Regions from separate parts of the Mus musculus genome. Here all the other regions are linked to region 1. The links are chromatin contacts, called in public HiChIP or PLAC-seq and promoter capture Hi-C maps. All regions are on one chromosome and are shown on one strand. Each heading gives the region's core, a stretch centred on a gene start, on an enhancer-like site or on the middle of the called end of the contact. The rest is flanking DNA. Distances are from core to core; before and after follow the strand shown.

Evidence for each region. Promoter capture Hi-C pulls out the DNA fragments that hold promoters and counts their contacts. HiChIP or PLAC-seq counts read pairs in DNA pulled down with a chosen protein or histone mark.
Region 2: a contact with region 1 is called in a promoter capture Hi-C map of second pharyngeal arch cranial neural crest. The contact joins the promoter of Kmt2b here to the promoter of Pak4 in region 1. A contact is called at or near these places in 3 of 39 promoter capture datasets (cranial neural crest, liver and second pharyngeal arch cranial neural crest).
Region 3: a contact with region 1 is called in a promoter capture Hi-C map of liver, with 2.4 times the contacts expected there. The contact joins the promoter of Lin37 here to the promoter of Pak4 in region 1. A contact is called at or near these places in 2 of 39 promoter capture datasets (both in liver), 1 of 484 Hi-C or Micro-C datasets (B cells) and 1 of 9 other capture datasets (liver).
Region 4: a contact with region 1 is called in a promoter capture Hi-C map of liver, with 2.5 times the contacts expected there. The contact joins the promoter of Syne4 here to the promoter of Pak4 in region 1. A contact is called at or near these places in 4 of 39 promoter capture datasets (cranial neural crest, hippocampal neurons and liver).
Region 5: a promoter capture Hi-C map of pre-B cells shows a contact between it and region 1, with 3 times the contacts expected there. The contact joins the promoter of Thap8 here to the promoter of Pak4 in region 1. A contact is called at or near these places in 4 of 39 promoter capture datasets (cranial neural crest, liver and pre-B cells) and 1 of 115 datasets of contacts at active chromatin or transcription factors (astrocytes).
Region 6: a contact with region 1 is called in an H3K27ac HiChIP or PLAC-seq map of microglia, with 12 times the contacts expected there. The contact joins the promoter of Polr2i here to the promoter of Pak4 in region 1. A contact is called at or near these places in 4 of 39 promoter capture datasets (cranial neural crest, hippocampal neurons and liver) and 1 of 115 datasets of contacts at active chromatin or transcription factors (microglia).
Region 7: a promoter capture Hi-C map of pre-B cells shows a contact between it and region 1, with 2.6 times the contacts expected there. The contact joins the promoter of Numbl here to the promoter of Pak4 in region 1. A contact is called at or near these places in 2 of 39 promoter capture datasets (frontonasal cranial neural crest and pre-B cells).

Annotation. Positions count from the first base shown.
Region 1 is chr7:28,596,552-28,599,924 of GRCm38.p6, reverse strand. It overlaps Pak4 (p21 (RAC1) activated kinase 4), which reads left to right and starts at 1,741. Exons shown (of 10, transcript NM_027470.3): 1 at 1,741-1,890.
Region 2 is chr7:30,586,915-30,590,287 of GRCm38.p6, reverse strand. It overlaps Kmt2b (lysine (K)-specific methyltransferase 2B), which reads left to right and starts at 1,562. Exons shown (of 37, transcript NM_029274.2): 1 at 1,562-1,933; 2 at 2,961-3,033; 3 at 3,259-3,373. The coding sequence starts at 1,571. It overlaps Zbtb32 (zinc finger and BTB domain containing 32), which reads left to right. Exons shown (of 6, transcript NM_021397.2): 6 at 81-607. The coding sequence ends at 358. Gm32082 (a long non-coding RNA gene) reads right to left here and starts at 1,509. Exons shown (of 3, transcript XR_003946734.1): 1 at 969-1,509; 2 at 683-769; 3 at 1-74. Mir3569 (microRNA 3569) reads right to left here and starts at 908; the gene lies at 851-908.
Region 3 is chr7:30,557,793-30,561,165 of GRCm38.p6, reverse strand. It overlaps Lin37 (lin-37 homolog (C. elegans)), which reads left to right and starts at 1,520. Exons shown (of 9, transcript NM_029377.2): 1 at 1,520-1,724; 2 at 3,208-3,283. The coding sequence starts at 1,691.
Region 4 is chr7:30,313,335-30,316,707 of GRCm38.p6, reverse strand. Syne4 (spectrin repeat containing, nuclear envelope family member 4) reads right to left here and starts at 1,892. Exons shown (of 8, transcript NM_153577.2): 1 at 1,622-1,892; 2 at 1,308-1,446; 3 at 335-478; 4 at 1-135. The coding sequence starts at 1,749. It overlaps Alkbh6 (alkB homolog 6), which reads right to left. Exons shown (of 7, transcript NM_198027.3): 7 at 2,405-2,789. The coding sequence ends at 2,526.
Region 5 is chr7:30,278,432-30,281,804 of GRCm38.p6, reverse strand. Thap8 (THAP domain containing 8) reads right to left here and starts at 1,711. Exons shown (of 3, transcript NR_144498.1): 1 at 1,325-1,711; 2 at 1,106-1,197. It overlaps Wdr62 (WD repeat domain 62), which reads left to right and starts at 1,395. Exons shown (of 33, transcript NM_146186.4): 1 at 1,395-1,649. The coding sequence starts at 1,473.
Region 6 is chr7:30,230,255-30,233,627 of GRCm38.p6, reverse strand. It overlaps Polr2i (polymerase (RNA) II (DNA directed) polypeptide I), which reads right to left and starts at 1,554. Exons shown (of 6, transcript NM_027259.1): 1 at 1,224-1,554; 2 at 1,092-1,146; 3 at 805-878; 4 at 647-721; 5 at 510-561; 6 at 241-343. The coding sequence starts at 1,282. The coding sequence ends at 281. It overlaps Tbcb (tubulin folding cofactor B), which reads left to right and starts at 1,431. Exons shown (of 6, transcript NM_025548.4): 1 at 1,431-2,048; 2 at 2,359-2,502. The coding sequence starts at 1,935. Ovol3 (ovo like zinc finger 3) reads left to right here. Exons shown (of 4, transcript NM_001289817.1): 4 at 1-331. The coding sequence ends at 189.
Region 7 is chr7:27,257,152-27,260,524 of GRCm38.p6, reverse strand. It overlaps Numbl (numb-like), which reads right to left and starts at 1,764. Exons shown (of 10, transcript NM_010950.2): 1 at 1,564-1,764. The coding sequence starts at 1,587. It overlaps Coq8b (coenzyme Q8B), which reads right to left. Exons shown (of 15, transcript NM_133770.2): 15 at 2,576-3,302. The coding sequence ends at 3,000.

The sequences.
Region 1 (3,373 bases), core at 492-2,991:
TGCCCAGCGGGAATAATTTTTAAATTTATTTACTCTTCTTTCATACATTACTTCTCAACTGCAGTGTCCCATCCCTCCACTCCTTCCAGTTCTCCCCATAAATCGTTTTTTTAAGATATATATTTCAGACCATTCTTCCAGGCATGGTAAGGAGACACGTGCCTGTAATCCCAGTGCTAAAAGACTCTCTTAGTGCATCGGAGGCCTTGAGTTCAAGTGGACATAAGCTGAAGGGAGAGATAGGGATGATGGGGAGAAAAGAAGGCAAGCAGAGACCTGAACCGCAGCCCTTCATTCATTCTTGGTTTGCACATGTTAACAGAATGCCTGCGGTGTGCCTGGCAGTGTGCAGGTGAAGCACACAGGCAAGCATCATTTAAGTGAATCTTTGGAGGGTGGAATTACCTTTTAGTCAGCCACCCCTTTTATAAATATGTACTGAGCATTTACATACCAATAATATCAAGGCTCTGGCTACGAGCAAAAAGCATAGTTCAAGGTCAGCCTGGGCTACGTCCTGAGACCCTGTCTCACGAAACCAAAACCAGCCAGCCAAACACAAAACCACAGGCGGCAAAGGAAAGGAAGCTTTGCCAGAAGCTGGCAAAGGATTTAATAGCACAAGGTAGGACATTTTGCCCCTTAGAGAACATAATGTTTGAGGAAAAACCCAAAGGAACCCTGGGAGTCAGGAGGATGCTTAAAGAAGAGAATCTTCCAGACAGAAGAAAAAGCCCGTGAAAAGAACCAGAGAAAGCCTGTTTGGGAAAACCTGTAGCCTCAGTCTCCCAAGGGGCTCAGCTGGGGAAAGCATTTGCCTAGAATTCTCTAGGGCCGGGGACTTCCCTAGTACTACTGCTTGCCTGTCCTGTATAAAAGCCCTAAGTTCAGTGTCTGATACCCAAATAAACAAATAAAACCCTCAAAATCCTTGATGAGAAAGCATTTTTAAATTTTTCAGTAAGACCTAATGAACCCATAGGTGGAAGGGTGTATTAGTTTATGGGCTTTGTTTCCGCTGTGTTTTCCATTTTGATTAATTTAAAAACACTTAATTACACTTATCCCTCTATTTTATGTCTATGGCTCTCTTGTGGAGGCTACAGATCAACTCCTGGGAATCAGTTCTACCGTGTGGGTCCAGGAGATCAAACTTCAGGCTCGGCAACAAGCGCCTTCTATCCACTGATGCATCTCACACACTCGTGATTGACTGACTTAAAAAAAAAAAAACTTATTTAAAAGATTAAGATCAAATAGTGTCAGATTTCCAGATTCGGACAGAGCTTCATTCAAAACTTGCTTTCAGTAGTCATAAACCAACTAGCATCCTATTAGCTTGTTTACCTGTAAAATGGGTGTTACAACAACAGGGTTGTGTTAACAGTTTACAGCAGAACTAGTCGCGTGCTAACAAAGGCATAATAAGTGCTTAAGAACTGTTTCTGGCCTTTATGTTCTCGTATTCCACTTTACTTTTTTGGGAGCCCGTGGGACTCTGCCACGCGAAAGTCGTTATTTCCCCTTTAAGAGGCGGAGTGGGCGGGGAGTCAACGATCCCGCACCTTTTCAAAACTTCCCAATCTCTGCTCTTCATTCTCCACCTAGCGGTCTCCGATTGGGCCACTCGCACCAATCAGTGGTTTTAGGGAACCCTGCCCGGCTCGCTGCCCCGCCTCCGAGTAGGCCCCGCCCATCACCCGGTCAGCTCCGTTGCCATGGGGACTAGTGGGCGGCGAGGAGTAGGGGAGGCCCCGGATGTTCATTGGGGATTCAACATGGCGGCGGCAGTAGCCGCGGCGGCGGCGGCGCGAGACCGCTGAGGGCGGTACGCGGGCACAGAGTTCTGGGCCAGGCAGCTAGGCCGCGAGCGACCGCGGCGCCAAGCCGGTAGGTTAGGGGGTTACCGTGCAAGGGGTTTGTGGCTGGGGGCGGGTGGGTCTGGGCACGCGCCGTGGGAGAGCGGTTATTCGGAAGGGGGCGGGGCCGGTCGGGTCAAAGTTCACTCTTGGAGGGGAGGGTCGCGTGGAAAAGGGTCGCGGGCCCAAAAATGAGGGAAAGGGGAGGGGACTGTCGCGACCAGTGGTTAGACCGGTGGAGGGGGCGTGGCCGGGTTTGAAATTTGTGCAAAGTTTGGAATACTAAGTGGGGGCGCATAGGAGGGGCTCGGAACGGGTCTCATAAAAGGGGGCGCTCAGAGTAACTTAAGAAGAGGGTGTGTCTGTCAGGGCTGGAGGTCACAACCTAGAGAAGTGGGCGGCTGCCCGGTCAAAGATTTAAAAGCCTCAACCGGAGGAGGAGGAGGAGGTGCTTGAGTTTTAGGTTTTGGGGGGGTGTCTGAGACAGCCCTTAGGTAGAAGGTACGAAGATAAAAATCTGACGGGTGAAGATGTTCTGGGAGGGCCAGAAACTAAAAACTCAAGTGGGGCACGTGCGGTGAGGAGGGGGACCAGGGACATCTAACAGAGCCTTCGAAAGTGTGTCCTGGTGTGTGTGGTGGGAGGAGAAGGGGAGCCCCTTCCCACTGATAATGAAGGCCACACACTGATAAAACACTGATGATAGGCTGGGCTTCCCTCTCCGCGTTAAAGCTCTGTGTATGTACTCATTTAGCGCGCAGTACAGCATCACTGGAGCCAAAGCTGTTATTAAGAAGCTAAGTGATTTGCCCCAGGTCAGCTAATGAAGTAAGGTGAGCAGCTGGGATTCCAGCTCCGGAGCTCTGTCCCAGAGTGCTTCTGTCTCCTGCTGCCTTTCACAAAATCTTGGTGCTGGTAAATGTTTAACGAGAGAGCGCGAGCGAGAGAGCGCGAGCGAGAGAGCGCGAGCGAGCGAGCGCACCGTGTATGCCTGGTCTTGTTTCATCCCTTATCTTGTGAGATGGGTGAGTTGGGTGTTAGAGAACACCCCTGTTTTCCAGGTAGAAAAAGTAATGCCAAGAAAGCTTTGTTAAGAGAAAGGAGCTTTGGTCTGCTACCTGCCACAGGGTCCACTTCCCAGGAGGTCTGTTCCTGGAAGCCACTCCCTGGGTGGGAACAGAGTGTCTGTTTAGCCTCCTTGGAAGGGTGTGACCTGGGAGGGGAGGTTCCACTGGGCCTATGGGAGTGGCATGCTGGTGGGTGGCCCAGAGTCCAGTGAGCCTCTGATTGGGTGGGTGTGACCTTAGGCGCTCTCTATTCCTGACACCACAAGCTCTCCCTGTGGCCTTCAGTGGTTCCCAAACGCTTTACAGTTTGAGCCTTGGTCCTCCTTCCAGGGTTTTGACCTCCTGTCAGCCATCTTTCCACTTCTCTCACTCATGCTTAGCCAACCGTGGGCAGCTCTTGGCTTTGCTTTCTTTGGCCTCCATGGGAGAGCCCATTCTGCCTTCTCC
Region 2 (3,373 bases), core at 313-2,812, 2.0 Mb before region 1:
TGCCCTATTGCTCGACGCACCCCTAGCTTGGAGAGCCTTCGCCCATTTCTTCCTTCTCTGGCTTTCTCCTCCACCTGTAGGAGAGAAGCCCTTCTCCTGTAGCCTCTGTCCTCAGCGCTCCCGGGATTTCTCTGCCATGACCAAGCACCTGAGGACACATGGGGCTGCTCCCTATCGATGCCCTCTGTGCAGGGCTGGCTGCCCTAGCCTGGCCTCCATGCAGGCGCACATGCGTGGCCACTCGCCCAGCCGGCTGCCGCCTGGATGGACCATACGCTCCACCTTCCTCTACTCTTCCTCGAGGCCGACCCGGGCCTCCAGCTCTCCCGGTAGTCCTACCTCCTCTGCTGCCACCTGACCGGGTGTTGGTAGCTTCTCTGGCTTGACAAAGAGTCCAAAGAATGAAAGGCAGAAGGGCTCAGCTAGGGCGGCCTGGCAAATTTAACCACAGAAGAACTGCGAGACAGGAGCTACGAACCCTTCCGGGACAAGCGAGTTGCAGAAGCCTCGGCCTGGCGAGCCCGAGTTAAAGGACAATTAACTCGGTGAAGATTAACTGGGGACTGTCAATTTCATCACTATAATAAAGTTTCCTGTGCTCCAGTCAGGACGAGTCCAGACTTTTCCTCTGTGCTAGGGGGTTTCCACCCTTGCCCTGTAGCGGCCCCTGCTGGCCATTCACCATTCAATAAACAGAGGGTCACACTTCTCCTTCCGGGGGGCTTCGTATAATTCCCGAGGGCAGCACGCGGCAAAGGCGCTCCAGACCCTGCGGGAGAGGAAAGGTGGCTTTGAGGCGCCCCAAGACTCTGGTTCCTCCCACAGCAATCTACCGCGCGCGTAGTCTAGGGCTGGAGAGGAGCGCAGACTGAGGTCCGGATTTCGACCACCGGTCTGCTCTCCTCCGAGTAAGGGACGGAAGACTAGCCTCTCCAGCATCTCCCCTCCGCGCCGGGCAATGCGGCTACCGGGTTGCGCCTGGAAGTGAGACTAATCCAGCGCCGCCGCCCTCCCCTCAGCCAACGCCTAGCGCAATAGCTAACTTCGTCTACTGTGTGTCCGTCGGGTTCCCAGGGTCCGAAGCCAACGGTACCCTGGGAAGGACCCTGGGAATGGTAGTCCATGCAGGTCGCTAGTTCCGACTAGAACAATGGGAGGAGTCTGAGCCGGGAACCACACCTCCTGGAGACCAGGAACTGGTTCTCCTGGTCTCTGTCGCCAACCCGGTATTCCCAGTTCTCGCGCCCCAGCTGTCGGCGGAAGGAGCAAGGCGACTGGACTACATTCCCCAGAAGACCTTGCGCCTCCCGCTCTCAGGCCGCGACGCGGGGTCCGCTCTTCAGGTGCGGCTGGAGGGTGACGGCCGACCGGCCCAGGACTCCTGCTCCCGTGGTGCCCCGCGCGTGGCCAGCCCAGCCCCCGGCTCCTGCCCGCCCCACAGCGGCGCTGGTTGTTGTCGTGAGCCGCAGCCGCCCCGCTTTGCCCCTCCTCCCCTCCTCTCCCCTCCCCCCCGGCCCTGCGCACGGGCTGCCCCTCCCCCCGCCTCCCCGGCCCCTCTCACGGTGCCAAGATGGCGGCGGCGGCGGGCGGCGGCAGTTGCCCCGGGCCTGGCTCCGCACGGGGCCGCTTCCCGGGCCGGCCGCGGGGTTCCGGCGGGGGCGGGGGCCGCGGCGGCCGAGGCAACGGAGCCGAAAGAGTGCGGGTAGCCCTGCGGCGCGGTGGCGGCGCGGCGGGGCCGGGAGGAGCCGAGCCCGGGGAGGACACGGCCCTGCTCCGTTTGCTGGGTCTTCGCCGGGGCCTGCGCCGGCTCCGCCGCCTGTGGGCTGGTGCGCGAGTTCAGCGAGGCCGAGGCCGCGGCCGGGGACGGGGCTGGGGCCCGAACCGAGGCTGCATGCCGGAGGAAGAGAGCAGTGACGGGGAATCCGAGGAGGAGGTGAGGCGGTCGGAGGTGTCTCTAGCGCCGGGTAGGGCGGAGGCCAGGGGCTTGCAGGGCTCCGGATAGCTCCGAAGGGTGTTGTGGACAAGTGGGATTCTCGGGGCTCCTGGAAAGAAGCACGAAGGAAGCAGGCTGCGTGGAGCGTTTGGGTAGCTAGGGCCTTTGAAAGTGATCAGAGAAACCCTGACTGCAGCTAGACGCCTGGAGCCCAATTGGTGTCCTGAGCTGATCTTTCGCGGTAGCAATGGCAGAGCAGGACAGGAGTGGGTGAAGAGGCCATAGGGATTGCATGCCGGACCAGCGGTGGTTGACAGCAGCAGCGTGGCCTTAATTGACCAAGGCTAGAGAGCCTCCTGGGCTCTTACTTGCAGGCTGCCTCCTTGGCCCTTAAAATCCGCGACATATCCCTGCCCTGGTTCCACCAGGGCCCCAGTTGCTCTCTGGTTCTAAGGTAGAGTGGTGGAGGCTTCTTAGGCGCGGGTTGAAGAGGGATAGAATGAATGCTGAGTCTTGAATCTGGAGTGAGTGCAGTCATGGTTTATCCCTCTCAGCCTTTTGGAGAAGGCAGGAGGGTGTGGATTCTATTGCTTAGGAGAGCTAGCTGTCCTCTGAGGGCTCAGAGTGGATTCTAATATGATAAACCATCTGCTCCACCTCTCATCTCCCCCAAACACTCCCCATTTTTAAGAATGCCCTGCAAGGGTGTAAATGGAGGACCTACTTTGTTTTAAGTTGGAATTAGCCCTCATTGTAATGCCTATTGCTTAACTCGAGGAGACCCTCTAGTGTTTTCTTCTGGGCTAGTGAATTACTGATGGCTGTGCTGGAATGGTCTGGTTCAAGAACGCCTTGTACCTTTATTCCTTCTGACCTTGCCTCAGTCTTTTAAGTTCTTTGGTAAATGAGGAGGAGTATGTTAAGGTGGACGATAACTATCATATCTGCAACACCTGAAGCCCAGATGGAACCAGGGCTTTGGTACTGACTGCTGTTTCTCCCCTTCACCCTTGGTCCCCTAAATCAGGAGTTTCAGGGTTTTCATTCAGATGAAGATGTGGCCCCCAGTTCCCTGCGCTCTGCGCTTCGGTCCCAGCGAGGTGAGTGATGGGGAAACTCTACCTCTCTAGTGTTGCGGGAAGGTTCTTGCCCTTTGTGTTCAGCTAGTCTCTACCAGTTACTGAGTGTCCTGTGTTCAGTCCAAGGTAGCCTGGGCTGTGGGGAAAAACAGACAAGTAAGACTTAGTATCCTGTCTTTCTGGGGTGCTTTTCTTAAGACTGAAGGGCCAGTTTGACCCATCTCCCCACAACTGTTCTCCTTTTAGGTCGAGCCCCTCGGGGTCGGGGCCGCAAGCATAAGACGACCCCCCTTCCTCCTCGCCTAGCAGATGTGACTCCTGTCCCCCCAAAGGCCCCTACTCGGAAACGGGGTGAGGAGGG
Region 3 (3,373 bases), core at 271-2,770, 2.0 Mb before region 1:
GAACTCACTCTGTAGACCAGGCTGGCCTCGAACTCAGAAATCCACCTGCCTCTGCCTCCCGAGTGCTGGGATTAAAGGCGTGCGCCGCCACCACCCAGCCTATTCTTTATTCTTGATTTAGTTTTGTGTGTGTGTGTGTGTGTACTTTTATGTAGTGCCCATGGGAACCAGAAGAGGACATCAGCATCCTCTAGAACTGCAATTATACATGGTTGTTAGACACCATGTGAATCCCCTTAACTACTGCGCTCAACAAGTGAGCAAGCCCTTTCTCTGGCATCTTGATCTTCTCATTTAAAATTTCATGGCCAGTCAGTGGTGGTGCACGTCTTTTATCCCAGCACTTGGGAGGCAGAGGCAGGCAGATTTCTGAGTTCGAGGCCAGCCTGGTCTACAAAGTGAGTTCCAGGACAGCCAGGGCTACACAGAGAAACCCTGTCTCAAAAATAAATAAATAAATATTTCATGATTTTGGTGGCTTATGTCTGAAACCACAGCACTTGGGAAGCAGAGGCATGGTGGATTTCTGTGACTTCCAGGCCAGCTGGGGTTTGTAGTGATACCCTGTGTCAACATAATTTCAGCAAAGAGTCTAGTGAGATAACTCAATGGTAGGGACACTTGCTGCCAGTCATGACCTGCGTTTGATCCTCAAATCCTGTAAGTGATCTGACTGCTACAGGTGTGCCCCACCCCCCAATAAGTTAAGAAAAGCATATACCCAACAGGTTGTTGTGTTAATCACACACTGGGGAGGCTGAGGCAGGAGGCCTTCCGGGAGTTCAGAGACAGCTTGGGTCACATACATAATGAGCTTCAGGCTAGACTGAGCCAGAGTGAGGCAATAAATAAATAATGATAAAGTCTCAGTCCCCACTTTGATGTTCCCTATTGAGTATTTTTACATATTTGTGTGTTCCCATTACATTTCACTTAGAATTTTTGGCTTGTTTATTGACTATCGTCTATCCTCTACACGATAAGACACATTCTCAGCAAGGATTTTTGCCTGTTTTGCTCGTTAAAGCGTCCTCACTATGTGGATGAGTACCCAGCGCTTTTAGTATTTAAATGAAAGAGAGTTAGCTGAGAAATACACCTAGCGAGCTCTCTGTCAGAAAGGATCCAGTCCGTCTCCAGAATGATCTTCCTGTGAAGGATGTCAGTGACTATGATAGTTACTTAGGAGCTGGAAATAGGTTTAGTGGCAATACTAAAATATAACACTACAAATCCCGAAAAGCCTTGGGATGTCTGAGTCTTTGCTTCCCATAGTGCTCCTTGCGGCGCAGGCGCATTACCTCCGTCTTGAGCCTCGGAAGTTTGAATCACAACCCCCACCTCCGCCCCCCAGGTGCCTGGCTTGTCGTTGGTTTGTTTCCGGATACAGGGCCTCGGGAAGGTGGAGCCTAAGGCTGGGAGCCAATAGTACAGGCTGTCAATTGGCCAGCAAATGAAATTGACGTTTTCATCAACTAGTGGGAAAAAGCAGTTGCCAAAGGGTCCCGCCTACAGAAGGGGAAGAAGGGAAGTGGCCGCCAAGGCAGTCGCGGCTGGACAGTGCTCAGGCCCGAGGACCAGTGGTGCCCAGACTTACCTTTGACCTTTCCCTGCCCGCCTTCCGCCTAGCTTTTGAACCACACCTCCTCCAAGTTTTTCTGATCCAGCGCATTAGACCTGCACCCAAATCATGTTCCCGGTAAAGGTGAAAGTGGAGAAATCAGGTGAGGACTGGGGATCCAGGAGAGATATGTTAATAGTGAAAAAGCGGAGTACGCGACATCTCTCTGCAGCCCATATGACAGGATCCTCTAAAAAGGGTCCTTTTCTTTTTCTACCTCACTTTCCCCATTTCTGACAGTGGGCATGAGTCATCAATTGTGGAGTGTCCCTGAATCAATCCTCACTGGCTGTGCATTCCAATAACGCTAGGGTGTAGGGTGATAAATAGACAAGGTGGGAGGAGTGGCAGGGTGTAGGAAGGAAGCGGGCAGCAGAGCAGCTAGGGCGACTGCAGCCGTGAGGAAACGGAGGCAGAGAGATGGGAGGGGAGGAGGACAGATCTGTGGGTTCTGGGAAGGGACTTTCGACTTTTCCTTTGAGGGAAGTGGGTAGTCTAGGGAGGTTTTTGAAGAAGGAGTGAGTTGGTAAAGGTACACCCCAAAGTGCAAAAAAACAAACAAACAACAACAACAAAGCTTGAGTGGACATCCTCAGAGATGCAGTGAGTGGAGAGAGGGCTGTTCGTGTTGGCAGCTGCCTTTATTCCCAGGGCATGGAGAACAGAGACAAACGGATCTCTGAAGTCAAGGCCAGTTTGACCTACTTAGCAAACAACATGCCAACCCAAGGCTATATAGTGAAGAACTGGGGGTGGGAGGAGAGAAATATATATAGTGGAGGGAGCCTCACTACAACTATGCAGGTAGGACAAGGGTGGGTTTGGAAACGCCAGACTGAGTACAGACCCCATTTTCTGGAGTCAGGATTGAAGACTCCTTGAGGGTTCTGTGCTGGAGAAGATCAAAGCCACGTTGTGTTGTCTGTCTGTCTTTGTATTTTTTCTTTCTTTTGCTTATTGTTTGAGAGAGGATCTTTCATTGCTGAGGCTGACCTTGAAACTCTTGATCCTCCTACCTCAGCCTCCAGAGTGCTGGGATAGCAGACATATGCTATTATGCCCAGTAGGCTTGGCTTTCTTTTAGGAAGGTTCTTTTGTCTGCATTATAAAAGGAGGTGGATCAGAAAAGATGACAGAGGCTAGGCGCTGGGTGGGAGGAAAAGGCGAGGTAGGGAGGGGATATATTGACAGACTCCCACAAGCCAAGTGAGCTGAGACTGGGGCTGGGAAAGGAGTGCCCACAGCGAGTCAGGAGCCTGTGGGCCAGCTAGTCACGCCTCATGGGAGAATCCAGGGAGTGGAGTGGGTTTCGAGGAGACCTCAGTGGGAATACCCTAAGGGCTGTCCATGGAAGGTGTCCAGATCCTAGATTCCTGAGTAGGTGTTGGAGAGAAAGAGCAGTGGTAGCAGCTGTGCCCTTGGCCCCGCCTAAGGCTCTGTCACCCTGGTTCTGTCTTTAGTTGGTCTCTCCACTGAGTGGCACTAAAGCTGCTTTCCAAGTAACTGGACCAGACAGGACGTAGGATCGCCTCCCACGGCGAATGTGGGAGGCGCACACAGAGCTGATTCCTACCTTCTACCCTCAGAGATGGAGATGGCCAAAGCCCGGAACCAGCTGGATGCCGTTCTTCAGTGTCTGCTGGAGAAGAGTCACATGGACAGGTTGGAACCTGGTCCAGCCTGGGGAACCACAGGGTGGGAGCTGTTTGGACTGACTCTGATTGTTGGAGGGGGGATGTGGATGGGAGGCTG
Region 4 (3,373 bases), core at 643-3,142, 1.7 Mb before region 1:
GTGGGTTCCAAGGGCCCTCAGGACCTGCTCCAGGGATGCCCAGGCCCTGGGCTCACTCCTCTCTGCCAGGCCCTCACCAAATGCAAGCAATGCATCCACGCGCTCAGCGGCCCCTCGTAGCTCTGCCTGCAGGGCCTGGAACACATGGCTAGACACTCTCACATACGACAGTGATACCAGACCCCACCCCCACCCCAGAACCTGGAGTTATTTTGTCTTTCATGTCCTGTGCAGAAGTCAGAATATGCAATAAACCCACTTTCTATTCAAGAAAGCTTACACCCATACCAAGGACTCTACCCACTCCCCTATAACCTGGCCTCCCACTGCCTACCTGCATCTGGACAATCCTGTTGTGGGCCAGCGTCCAAGACCCAAGGCCTCGTTCCAGGTCCTGCAGCCGGAAGTTCAACCTCAACAGACAAAGATGTAGACTGTCCTGTTCAGCTTCTAGTACTTCCAAACCAGAGTCAGAGTGCTGGAGATTCCAGGGGACCAAAATCAGGGCCAATGGGCCAAGACACTACCCCTACTCCCAAGCAGGCTGCTGCCTTGTGGATGTTTCTCTGAAGCCACACCCATTCGAGAACCAACATTTGGGCTGCTCCCACTTGGCAGCCCTTTACACCAAGGCTGAAGACATCTAATTTAAGATTTCCAGGTTCCCGAGCCTTCTAGAAAGGTCTTTATATGGGTCTAAACTAGGAAGGATAATGGAGCAGAGTACCCCCAAAAGGAATGGGGTTATTAATAAAATTCTCATTTCCTACTTGGTAAAACGTGGAAATATGTCCAGCTTGGAGATGATAAAATGTAACTCCAGTTCTCTGAGGCAAGAGAACTGAAAGTTCAAGGGCAGCCTGAGCTACACAGTGAAAGCATATCTCAAATAAGGAGGTCGGGGGAACCGGGGAGATGGCTCAGTTGATAAAATGTTTGCTGTACAAGCAAGTGCTCAAAGAACCAAGCATGTGGCACCGGCTGGTCAGTGACTGGAGGCAGATTCGTGGCGCTCACTCACCAGCCACCCTAGCCAGGTTCAATGGGAGACTCTGTCACATAGTGGAAAGTGACTGAGAGACACTGGCACCGGCACGCATGATGTGCCTGTATCCCTGCTCACACTTAGGCACACAGAGTAAATACACAAAACGATTAAAAATAAGTGAAATACTGATTGGCAACCAGATGTCCTTACGGTGTCCCTTCCTCCACAGCACCCCCCAGAATCATATCATCTGAGCAAGGGGCAGATTCCGGGGGACAGACAGGAAGTGGGACTGGAACAGAGGGTGTGCTCAGCTCACCTCACAGGGCTTGCCCCCGTCTTGATGCTCATGGGAAGAGGCCAGGGGGAGTCTTGAGGGGCTGGTGGCAGACTCAGTGCTCTTCAGTTCACCCATGCAATGCTCAGGCAGGCCCAAGGAGGCCTGGACCTGCTCTGGCCTAGAGAGGAGAAAGGTTGATGGGCCACCTGTGAGGCACAGTGTCTCCTTTTCCACCTCACCATATGCCCACTTTTCTCCATGTCCTTCTTCAGTCAGTCACACATGGCCCTTCCCACAGACCCCTCCCTCCCTCCCTCCCTCCTTCGGAACCACTATCAAGCCCCAGTCCCCACCTGCTTGTCTCTTCCTCAGGTGCAGGGCAGATGGTCCCTCCGACAACATCCAGCTCTCTAGGAGCTGCCAGGGGACAATTCACAGGCTCTGGCGGGAATTCACGGCCAAGAGGTGGAACCAGGGCCATGGCCGTGCACTTGGGGATCGTCAGGTGAGGATGTCCAGTAACAGCAGCCGCTTTCTTAGACAGTCCAGACCCCCATGCTTTCTCAGCAGGACTCACAGCCTAAGTCCGAGGCTACTGAGGGGCCCAGGGGCCAGCCTAGCTCCACCCCTTCCTGGAAGAACCTGGACTAGAGAAATCTGATGCCTGGCTGAGGTGCGGAGGCATTTAACTCCTTCCTCCCCAGCAGGAGAACCTAAACCTTCCAATACCACCCGCTCGCCATCGTGGGGCTTTGAGAGAAAACGTCACCCATCTCAAGACCTTGGATCCTGTCACCTTCAGGGACACCTGTGTCTCAGGGCCCGTCCCATTCATTTAAAGTCTCAGGTATAAGGATACTGAAAAAAAGTCCCAGCACCTGGCAGCTAAAGCCTGTCACCTCAGGCAAGCTGGTCTCAAGTTCAAGGCCAGCCTAGGCAACTTATGGAAGCCCTATTGCAAAACTAAAAAATAATGCAATTGTTGCCTGGGTTGTAGTTTAGTGGTACAGCATTTGTCTAGCATCCAAGAAGCCCTAGGTTCTATCTCCAGTATTGAAGGGGGAGGGGGGGGCAGAGAGAAAGAAACTGAAGTATCTCTTCCCATCTAGTTAAAAAAAAAAAAATCCAAAACGAGTAAAGGTATTTTCTGTTTATTTGGAATGGTGTCTTCTCCATGGTTTCCATAGTTACTGGGGAAATAAATAACCCTGGACAGCTACCTCTGCCCTAGGGTTCCAAGGTCTTAGAACCTGGTGGTCACTTGCTCAGCAGGAGGCTGGCGCGCAGCACACGGGGCACGCGGCGAATGGTCAGTGAGACACGGGTGCCGCGCACCAGGTGGGCTCCGGGCAGCGCTGACTTGCAAGCGGTGGCATTGGGTGGCAGCGAGGTGGCGTCCAGCTCATCCACACGGGTAGCTGAGATGCCGTGGAGCAGGCGTGTGTAAGCTGTGCCCCGGAGCACCAGCAGGCTCCGTGGTTCCACCAGCAGCGAGGTGATGGGCCGTTGAGGAGGCCTGGGCTGCGGGAATCAGTTGATAATGGTAAATGGATATCCAGAGTTTGGGAGTGTGTGAAAAGTCAGCGGGCATCCGTAGCTGGTCAGGGGACAAGGGTCAGCAGGCCCTCAGGAGTGGTAATCTATAGGTTCTGGGGACAAGACTATTGGCCCGCCGTGTGTGTGTGTGTGTGTGTGTGTGTGTGTGTGTGTGTGTGTCCAGTTCTTTGGGAGGAGACAGGGCCTATGCTGCATTTTAAGACATAAAGGGCTACTACATTGTGGGAGCTTCAGCTGGCATCTGAGGGGCTGGGACAGACATGGGCAGTCCTAGGGATACTTACGCAGAGCTAATCTGGGGGTGCACTGCTGGGGTCAGGCTCTAATACAGAGGTTAAAGGGAATGGCCTATCCCGGGACTCTGGCTGTTAGGGAGGCTTTACTCAGGAATGGTATTACAGCAAGCCTGCCTGGGTAGAAGAGATGGAAAAGACGGAACTTTAGGGAGTGGAGCTAACATCTGGCCAGGGTGTTCGGAGAGTTGGAGGAAGACTCTATGAACACTGGGGTATCAAGAATGCATGACTTAAGAGCTAGCAGTCAGAGAT
Region 5 (3,373 bases), core at 462-2,961, 1.7 Mb before region 1:
GGAATCAAACTCAGGACCTCTGGAAAAGCAGTCAGTGCTCTTAACCATTAAGCCATCTCTCCAACCTTGAACTGTTATGTCTTAACTACTAAAAACTTAGGAGAAGGCCAACCACGCTGCAGCTCTCCCTGCACCTACTTATCAGATCATTATGCCTTTTCCCCCTATATAAACTGGCCCCGGAAATGTTTAGGGTTGTAGCTTACAGTTCCGAGTCTGGGTGATCAATCAGTTGGGTTTTTTTGTTGTTGCTGGTTTTTGTTTTTTGGGGGTTTTTTTTGGGTGGGGGGAGTTTCAATAAACCAGTCCTGTTTAACTGAGATCGGTTTTTAAGCGGTTTGTGCGACGCTTCCCAAACCCCAACAGACTTCTGGGCTAAAAATCAAACCCTTCCAACAAACATTTGATGGACAATAGTATGTGTTAGGCATTAGTCTAGCAACCTAGGAATAACAGGAAATGGGATAAAATTTGTTGGCTTCAGGGAGGGGCTGACATTCTAGTGGTGGGGACACCGTTGCATACCTCAACCTGTGATGCCCCAGAAAACCGTTTAAAGAGAAAAATAAGCCAAAAAATGAACAGGGAGAATGATGTGTGTGCACATCCCTCTCACCCCTTCCGCTCCCAAGGTAGCAATGAACTATCTACAGCTTCATAGCAGTAGCTCCCAAGACTCAAAGCTGGACCAACCCCGCCCCTCCCAGGGCCACGCCCCATGTTCGAATCTCCCAGGCCAATTGTCCCTGCCCAGGCGCCCCAAAGTGTTGGAGCCCTAATGTACTTATGTGTAGCTGTCCTACCCTGGCCAGTCCTGCCCAGTCAGCAATAACACTTGAGTCTGGGCCAAACCCTGTCCGGGTCCCCGAGCAATCCATCCGCCTCACGTCATCCCAGGGAAGAGCAACACTGCAACACGTGACAGGGGAAACTGAGGGCGCATGCGTACAAAATGTTCCTCGTGCTACCGCGGCTACGCCCCAATCACGGGATGGAGAGCAGCTGGCTACAATCTTCGCAATCCTAAACCTCACTATTTGTATAGGCAAGAGTAGGGCGGTGTTGTTCCCGACCCCAAGCCCACGGCTCTTTGGCTTCACCCTACCCCTATATCCATGAGACTGGTACAGCTTGAATAACTTCCCGGGACTGTTGCAAAAGACAGGATGAGCTCCATCAAAGTTAAAAGCTGTGTGTCTATGAACAGAGAAAGCACAGGTTAGTAGAGAAACCCAGCCAGACTCAGTAAGCAGTGAAATAGACAGGCCCTGGCCCCACCTTCCTTTAGCTCCGCCTCTTATCTCCCATTGGGCAATGAGCCTACCCGGAAGCTTTGTGATTGGCCAGCCGGGGTGCCGGCTGCGTCCAATGGGCGGTGGCGCCGGCTTTCCCGCGGCCATTCGCTATTCGAGTGGGTGCTGGCTACAGGCGGCTGTTAAGAAGCGTAACGGACACTGGTCTCCGACAGCATGATGGCTGCCTTAGCGGCCGGAGGTTATACGCGGAGTGACACGATAGAAAAGCTGTCCTCTGTCATGGCGGGAGTTCCGGCGCGGAGAAACCAGTCCTCCCCGCCTCCTGCCCCACCGCTCTGCCTCCGGCGGCGGACGCGACTCGCGGCGGCTCCCGAGGACACTGTGCAGAACCGGGTGAGAGGCTGGTCGTCCTGTTTACCCAACTCCGGGCTTCTCTGCCACCTTGGTCCCGCCTCGGGGCCTCGGTCCCTCCCATCGCTTCTTTATTTGCTCCCTCAGGCGGCTTCCCAGGCCCGCCTGGTCCGGAAGCCCCGCCCCCTTGGCAGAGGCTTTCCCCCTGCGTTCCTGCTGGCTTCAGGGTTTGGTGCTGCCCATCTTTCTGGCTCCACTTAGAGTTGGCACATTGCTTTATTTTAGTTCTAACTCCCGGGAAATGGTTTTGCATTTACAAATCATCTCTAATATCACTTTACTGTTCAGTGAGTGACCTAAGACACTTATCCCTTTCATTCCAGTGTGTCTTTGATTTTATTGGAATAGGGCTGGGGACCACTGCAGCCACCAGTGTGCTGTATCGGAGTCTGAGCGAGAGGCTGGCCTGTTGGCTCTTGCCACGCCTCCTCTGTAGCGCCTCGGGGTAAGGTGTGCTCTTCCAGGCCCCTATTTGGTTAACATTCCCCTGGTTTTGTTGTTGTTATATTGTTGTGGGTTTTGTTGTTGTTGTTATATTGTTGTGGTTTTTTTGTTTTTTGTTTTTGTTGTTTGTTTTTTCCTTTTGAGACAGGATTTCTTTGTGACTGAATTCATTCTGTAGACCAGCAGGCTGGCTGTGAGCTCTGAGATCTACCTTTCTGCCTCCGGAGTACTTGCCTGGCTTATTTGCGTAACATTTCTTGGTCTTCCTTCCTTTTTCTGTTCCTGATTTCTTTCCTGTTCCTTCACTAGAACTGATTTTTATCTACTTACGGCTTAAAATTATGGAGAATGTAAAAATCTTAGCACTGCTGCCTGGGGAGCAGGGTGTACAAAACAGTTCCACAAAATTTGAGTCACAGAAAGAAATGACTTTGGGTAGAAGGAATGCTATTAGTAAAACTTTTTTTTTTTTTTTTTTTGGTCAGGGTTTCTCCGTGTAGCCTTGGCTGACCTGGAACTGGCTGTGTAGACCAGACTGGCTGAGGTCAACTTTTGAGAGTTCATTCTCCCAGAGTCAGCTTTGGCCCCAAGGGCTTTTACCTACGGAGCTATTGGCTACTAGTCTAGAGGCAGTGGGACCTGGGAGAATGGAGTCATAAATGAGGCAAGCTAAAGTCTCCTGTAGTAGCCAACTTTAGTCTGAGCAGCAGACAGTTTGTACCCTGAGGGTTAAGAGGAGTCACAAGGACAAGTGACACACATGGCAAAAACATGTTTTTCCATCGAGACATATAAAGAAATAACAATACTTAGTGTAATGAATAATCTGAAATAGACTCACTCCTATCTCCTACACCTGGAGGGGCACAAAACCAGGAACAATTCAGTTCTGTGTTTTTGAAGAAACTGAGATCATGAGATTCTTGGCTTGGTTTCTTGGAGTTTTCTTACAAGCACCCAAATCTCACAGGGGTCCATTCTTGGACCATGTTCTGACACTGAGCTACCTCTCTGGCCCCAAAGCAACAGGTTTTTGTTTTCCTGTTTGCTTTTAAGGTTTATTTATTCTTATGTGTATGTGTTTTGCCTATGAGGGTGCCTGGTGCCCCAGGAGTCCAAAAGAGGACCTTCTTGGGTCCTCTGGAAGTGGAGCTACAGATGGACAAGCAAGTGCACTTGTTAACTGCTGAGCCATCTTTCCAAACCCCACTCCCCAGCAACACTTTTAAGAGTGGTTCTCTAGTCATCGCCTGAACACACAA
Region 6 (3,373 bases), core at 305-2,804, 1.6 Mb before region 1:
GGAGCCTGTGGGAAAGCTTTCACCCAGCGCTGTTCCCTGGAAGCTCACCTTGCCAAGGTGCACGGGCAGCCAGCCAGCTACGCTTACCGGGAGCGCAGGGAGAAGCTGCACGTGTGTGAAGACTGTGGCTTCACCAGCTCTCGGCCGGATGCTTATGCGCAGCACCGCACCCTACACCGCACGACCTGATAAGACTGGCTGCTCCCTACCCACGAGAGAAATAAACACGGGAAACACTAGTGTAGAAACTGGCATTTATTACAGGTGGAAGAAGGAACGATCACTCAGTCCAGCGGTGGCCGCAGTGTGGGGCAGTGCAAACATAGTACAGGCGCATGGCGTCCTAGCAATAAGAACGTTCAGTCAGGGTCTGGACCCAGAGGATAGTGTGAGGACCAAAAGAAACGATCAAAGAAACTTTCCCAATCTTGATTTGAGTAAACAGGATCAACCCAAAACTGGCGTGTCCCCCCCACCCCTACCCCCCCAAGCACCCAGCCGCCACTCACCTCAGCTCGGGCACTGTGTGACTGAAAGAACACTGCCTCCTTGTGGCCACACCTGAGGGAATGGTTCAGTTACTAAACCGCGAAAGACCTCTCTGTGCACAGCCACTCCTCTTTCCCTATGCCAGCTGCGTACTCACTTCTGGCACGGGTGGTCCTCCGTCCGGGGCAACGTGGGGTCCTGGGACACGTCTGCGATGATCTGGGTCAGCTCGCTGCAGGCATAGGGAAGTAATTAGCGGTCAGGCCGGGTGTCCTAAGAGGTGACCCGTGCCCCAAGCGAGGTCCCGCCACTCACTCCACTTCGTGCGTGATTTTGTTGACGTAGATGCAGCTGTTGTCGGCTTCCTGCTGGTAATCGCAATTCCGGCACTGCAGACGGGAGAGCATGTGGGAGGAGTGTCACAAACAGATCAGATCTCCAACAAGACTGGACAGGAAGGCAGGGTGTTCCCAAGGAGGGCATGGACAACATGGGAGAGAGGGTGTGCTGAGGGGTAGTCAAGAGGCGAAAGCGTGGGGGAGCCAGCAGGGAGCGCGCAGGGAAGGCGTGAACCCGCGGGCGAGAGGGTTGCCGGTACTCACCGCGTACAGCAGAATGCGATTTTCCTTGTCCTCCTTGGGGTACAGCATGTTATTACTGTGGGGAGGGGAGGTCAGAGGTCAGCCCTGGAGCCAGTCCTCACTGCCTTCCCACACCTACTGCCCGGGCCTCACCATTCCTGGCAGAACCGAATACCCACGAAGCCAGGCTCGTACGTCCCGTCGGGTTCCATAGCGACTGGGCTGCTGAGCCTTCTGCGCTTGCGCGGGCGCGCTACGGAACGCGGGAAGGGTCGCACACCGAAGCTGCACCAAACTAGGGCGATGCTGCGCGCATGCGCGGGTTCCTTATTTTTTTATTTTTTTTATTTTTTTTTTTATGGATGTCTGGCTGACGGCTTGCGTCGATCCTTTGATACCCTCTGCTACTCACTCCCGATTTCGGAACCTGCTTCCCAACTCCGAGTGGAATGGATCTAGGACAAGGGCTGGGACTATGATGCGCGATGTCATCCGCAAGGCGCTGAGCGTGAACGAGAGAATCCGCTGCTCTCTTCTTGGCCCAAGGCCAGTGCACATGCGCCGAACTTACACTCGGCGGACCGGGACAACTCCAGCCATTCTTCCCGGCTTCGGCCTCCTCCCGCCCTCCTCTCCTGCTTCCCGTGCACGGAAGGCCTCTCGGGATTGGTTGGACGTACCCGAGAATCCGCCTGTCCGTGGAGAAAGAACAGCAGCGATTGGCTGGCCATGTTAGGTGGAGAACTTGCATTGGTCAGCTCCAGAACAAGGGGCGGGACCTATATCCCAGAAGCAGCGGCGGCCACTGCGGAGCCGGTGTGAGACGGCTGAACCGCACCGCGGGCCACTCCGGGGCGCAGCGAGATGGAGGTGACGGGGATATCGGCGCCCACCGTGATGGTTTTCATCAGCAGCTCCCTCAACAGCTTCCGTTCGGAGAAGCGATACAGTCGTAGCCTCACCATCGCAGAGTTCAAGGTGTGGCCGTGGGGGCGGGGTCCGGAGGGGCGGGGCAAAGAAAAGGGAGTAGGGGGCTGAAAACTAGTGGGCGAACCTGGAGGGAAGGTTGCAGAGACTGACAGCCAGCCTCCCAGGCCTGGGAGCCCCGGAGAACAGAGTCCACCGAGTAGGGGCAGGACCCGGGAAAAATCAGACACTCCAGAGAGCCGAGGGGGCGGGTCCAGAAGGAACTGGTCCAAGGTGGGTCTTTTTGGAACTTGTTTGTTGATCAAAGTCTGAAGATGAGGCCTCTGACAGCCTTTCTCCTCATCTTGCCTCTTTACTGCAGTGTAAACTGGAGCTGGTGGTGGGCAGCCCTGCTTCCTGCATGGAACTGGAGCTATATGGAGCAGACGACAAGTTCTACAGCAAGTTGGATCAGGAGGATGCACTGCTGGGCTCCTATCCTGTGGATGACGGCTGTCGCATCCATGTGAGGACACCCTTTCCCGGGACCCGCCCCACATTCATTCACTAATTTATTTCTTCAACAAATACCATGTTTTGCCCAGTGTGATAACCAGTATAGGCTCTAGCCACATGGAAGCCCCAGTTCAGCCTGGTCAGAAGCAGACATTCAGTAGACAGTGACAAACCAGAGTTGTCTGAACTGGCTTAGGGGGAGGGAGCTCACGGGAAATTCATCAGAGGTACCAGGCTTTACCTGGGGATATCTGAAGAGGCTTCCTTGAGGAATGGGTATTTGAGCTGATATCTAGAGAATGTTCCATGGAGAGGACAAAAGTATAACACTGTAAAGAACTGAGGTGAGCCATCAAGTTCTGGCCCGATTGAGAGCAGCAAGAACACAGAAGGCCTCTGTGTGTATCAGCTCACATCATTCTGCCCTCAGCCTCTCCCCACCTTCCCTACTCATTCCCTCCCTGCTAAACTCTGTCCATTCCTTTTTCCAAATCTTTACTGAAGGTGTCATCCACCACCGTGGCCTATGGTGGGCCCAACACACCTGTAATCTCAGCATTCAGGAGGAGTTAGGAGGCAAGCCTAAGAGAAGCAGTGGGACTCTGTTAAAAATGAAAAACTAAAAAGGTGGCACACGCCTTTAATCCCAGCACTTGGGAGGCAGAGGCAGGCGGATTTCTGAGTTCGAGGACAGCCTGGTCTACAAAGTGAGTTCCAGGACAGCCAGGGCTATACAGAGAAATCCTGTCTCGAAAAACAACAACAACAACAACAAAAAAAAAAAAAAAAAAAAAAGTCAGAGGCTGGTCATGGAGGCTGTCAACTTGAGTTTAGTCCCTGGACCCACGCAAAGGGAAGAGAGAACAATTCCACGGTGTCCT
Region 7 (3,373 bases), core at 515-3,014, 1.3 Mb after region 1:
GAGTTTCAGAGAAGTCAGATTCGCAACTCAAATCACACACAGGAGGCTGTAGTGCACACTCGGTGTCACACGGCTAGGTGGACAGTCACTTATGCAACCCCAGTCACATACACAGACATGGCAAGGAACACACAACCACCGTCATATACACTGCCTTCCCAGAGGTCCAGCCCCACAGGCACGATGTGACTTCAAATACAATGGCAGTCGCACACCCAGAGTCGCAATGAACACAGTACAAAAATCAGACATAAGCACAACATTGTGTCACACATGGTCAGAGTCACAATTCTACTTACACACAGTTACAGCTCCACCCACATCTTCAGTCAGCCACACAGAAGTCCAACCTCAAACCCAACACAGATGTTGACACATACCAAGGTACATACACACAGGGTCTCACAAAAAGACATATGCATATCTATTTAAACACAGTCTAAAAAGTACAGGAGTCTGAACAGTGAACGGCTGCCATCACATCCACGGTCACACACACACACACACACACACACACACCAGACATCACCACATCCAACCACAAGCATGCAGGCAGACAACGCAGGATACCTCATCCTTGCCAGCTGTAATGCAAGCACACACACAGCTACAGTCACACAAACACCAGATCACACTTCTAGCCACATCCCCAACCCTTACACACACACACACACACACACACACACACACAACCACACAAAGCCGCTGGTCACCACAGAGGCTACAGACAGGTTTCCACCCGTCTCTGGGGAGCCGCCCCCAGCCCAGGCTGAATCCTGGAGCCTGGGGGGCAAGGGAAAGCTGAGCATTGTCTCCGGGTGGGGCCTCTCTTAGACGCTGAGCAGCCCTAGGGACAAAAGGGGTGGCCTAGGAGACCAATGTCTTGAGACCCCTGACTAAGCATGGGGTGGAGGTGGGGTAGGGGAATGCCTGAAATTCTCCTTATTTTATTCACGCTGGGGTGGAGTTTCAGACACAGAGACCTTGTTCTGAGAAGGGGATTTGCCTGGGACACCGCCCAAGGGCTTGGGGGGACAGGCTGGATCCAGGACCCCAGGGAGTAGACAGTACTTGGAAACCGCCCCCCCATCCCCCAGAGCCTTAGCCTTGGCAGCTCTATCCAGGGACTTCATCTTCAAGACATCGCCCAGGGGGCTGTTGTGCTCAAAGAAACCCTCTAGCAGGGAAGAGTACTGATTTTGTCTGGAATCGGCTCAGTTAAGGCCTCAGCTTGATAAAGGGGACCGTATCCGGACCCTGAACGCCAAACCTTGCCCAGGGAGTTTTACCTAGAATTTATGTAGCCCTGTCCATGATTTGGGGGGAATCTGTATTCCAGGATCCCTATTTTCAGGGCCTTCGCAGAGATGGCCTGTGCTGGACCAGACCCCAGTCTGGCAGGTTTGGGATTGCCAGGAACCTGTTCCCGGACCCCCACCCAGGACCACCCTTTCCAGCCTTGGCATCTTCTCTCCATCCGGGCGCTGCTGCCGCCTCCCACCCTTCGCCACATCAGCAGCGGCGCCGCCCCCGGCCCGAGCCCCCCGAGCCCGCCCTTCTCACGCTGGCCGCCGCGCTGCGGGACATCCAGGGCCCGGGCGCCCCCGCCTCCCGCGGCCCCGGTTGGGCCCGGCTTCCCGAGTGCTGCTGCTGCTGTGGTGGCGGCGGCTCGGTCTGACGCGGGCCCGGCCCGGGGCCGGCGGCTGGTGCGGGATGCAAGCGCGCGAGCCAGCTCGGCTCCCGGGAGGATTCCGTTCCGGGGGCGGGGGAGCATCCCTCCCTCGGCGCCCCGCCCCGACCCCGCCCATTGGCCCGCCGCCTGCTGTATATGCAAAAGATAACCCCGCCCTCCCGCAGACCACGCCCCCACATAAACACTACCGGGTCTCCTCCCAAGCAAAGGCCGGCCCGCCCCGCCCCTTGGTCTGGCCTTGCGGGAACCTGCACGCATCCCTAGAGGAGTGCCTCTCAGGTTGAGGCGCAGGTTCTATTTGCTTCCATAACCCCTGACCTCAGATCCCCTATGGTTCTGCTTCTGAAGAATTGCTTTGGGAGGCGCCTCGTCCTCAAATCTTGCTTAACCCCACGGTTCTCCCAGCCCGGCGGGGGCGGGCAGAAGCGGTGACGAGGCACTTTTTGCAGGCGAGGGGAGGGGAGAGGAGGGGAAGGAAAAGAAACAGACCCTGGAGTCCTGGAGGGAGATCACTCTGGCTTGCGAGAAGTGGGCATTGGGTTAGACCAGGTCCTAGTTCTGGACTCAGCTGCACCCCTACCCCTGTCCTGTAGGTTTGGCAGAGCAGCTGTTAGGGGCATTAGGGCCCATTAGCAAAGGCGAGGTTGTCAGGAACAGGAGGGAGCCTGAAGCTGGGGGGTGGGGGGGGGGGCGAGTATGTGATAGAAGGGTACTTCTCAGCTGCCACAGCCCTTGGAGCAGGTGGTCAGCACGTGGGGGGGGGGGCGGAGGAGGTTCCCTGCAACAGATGGCCCTAGACAAGGGGGTGGGGTGGGGGGTCTGGCCATCTGCACCTGGAGCTGCCTGTGAGCTCCTCCCCCTTAGCACAGAGAGAAAAGAACTGGGGGCAGGGAAAGGGTGCCTTTATTCGGAGGAAAGGATCAGCACCCACCCCCACCCTCCAATACACAGGCTGGAACCCGGGAAGAAGGCAGCTGGTAGAGGAGCAAGGGAGGCAAAGGTGAGGACCGCCCCCAACAGCCACCATCTCCCCTGCAGATCCTGGAAGACCTGGGGCCGAGGGGCGTCTCCTTCACATGAGAGTGGACCCAAGGCTCACTTAGATGGTGGCAGGATTCTGCTGGCTCCTAGCCTCAGAATTCAAGGTTGCTCACTTAGGATCAGGGAGCTAACTCCAGGGGCCCAAAGATCCAAGGCAAGAAACTAGGTTCTGGAGACCAAGAAAGAGGAGGAGGGGACTGCCTGCTGTGGAGCTGGTATCCCTGGATGGAATCTGTCATGGTGGGGTCGGCAGGGAGGTCCCTAGTCAGGAGGCTGCTGGCAGCGGCAGTGTCTGGCGACTGGCCCAGTAGCGGTGGTAGGTATCTTGGAAGAGGTCCCGGCAGGCGATGTGGGCGTGGAGACGGGCACAGGCTAAGAAAGCCCCAGCTAGCTTGCGGTGTAGAGCATAGGTCTCCTCAGGCGGTGGGCGCAGCCGGTGCCGAAGCAATACCGGGATGAGGCCCTGTATTCGGCGAGCAGTCTCTCCAGCCCCAAAGTCGTAGGGGCCTGAGGCAGCAAAGGGCTCCCCCAGGATCATCACTGCCTCGACGTGGGCGTCAGAGAATGCCTAGGGTGGGGATGGCAGATGCATCCAGACGGACATAATGTCCTCTGATTACTTCTGAAGAGGCAAGCTGC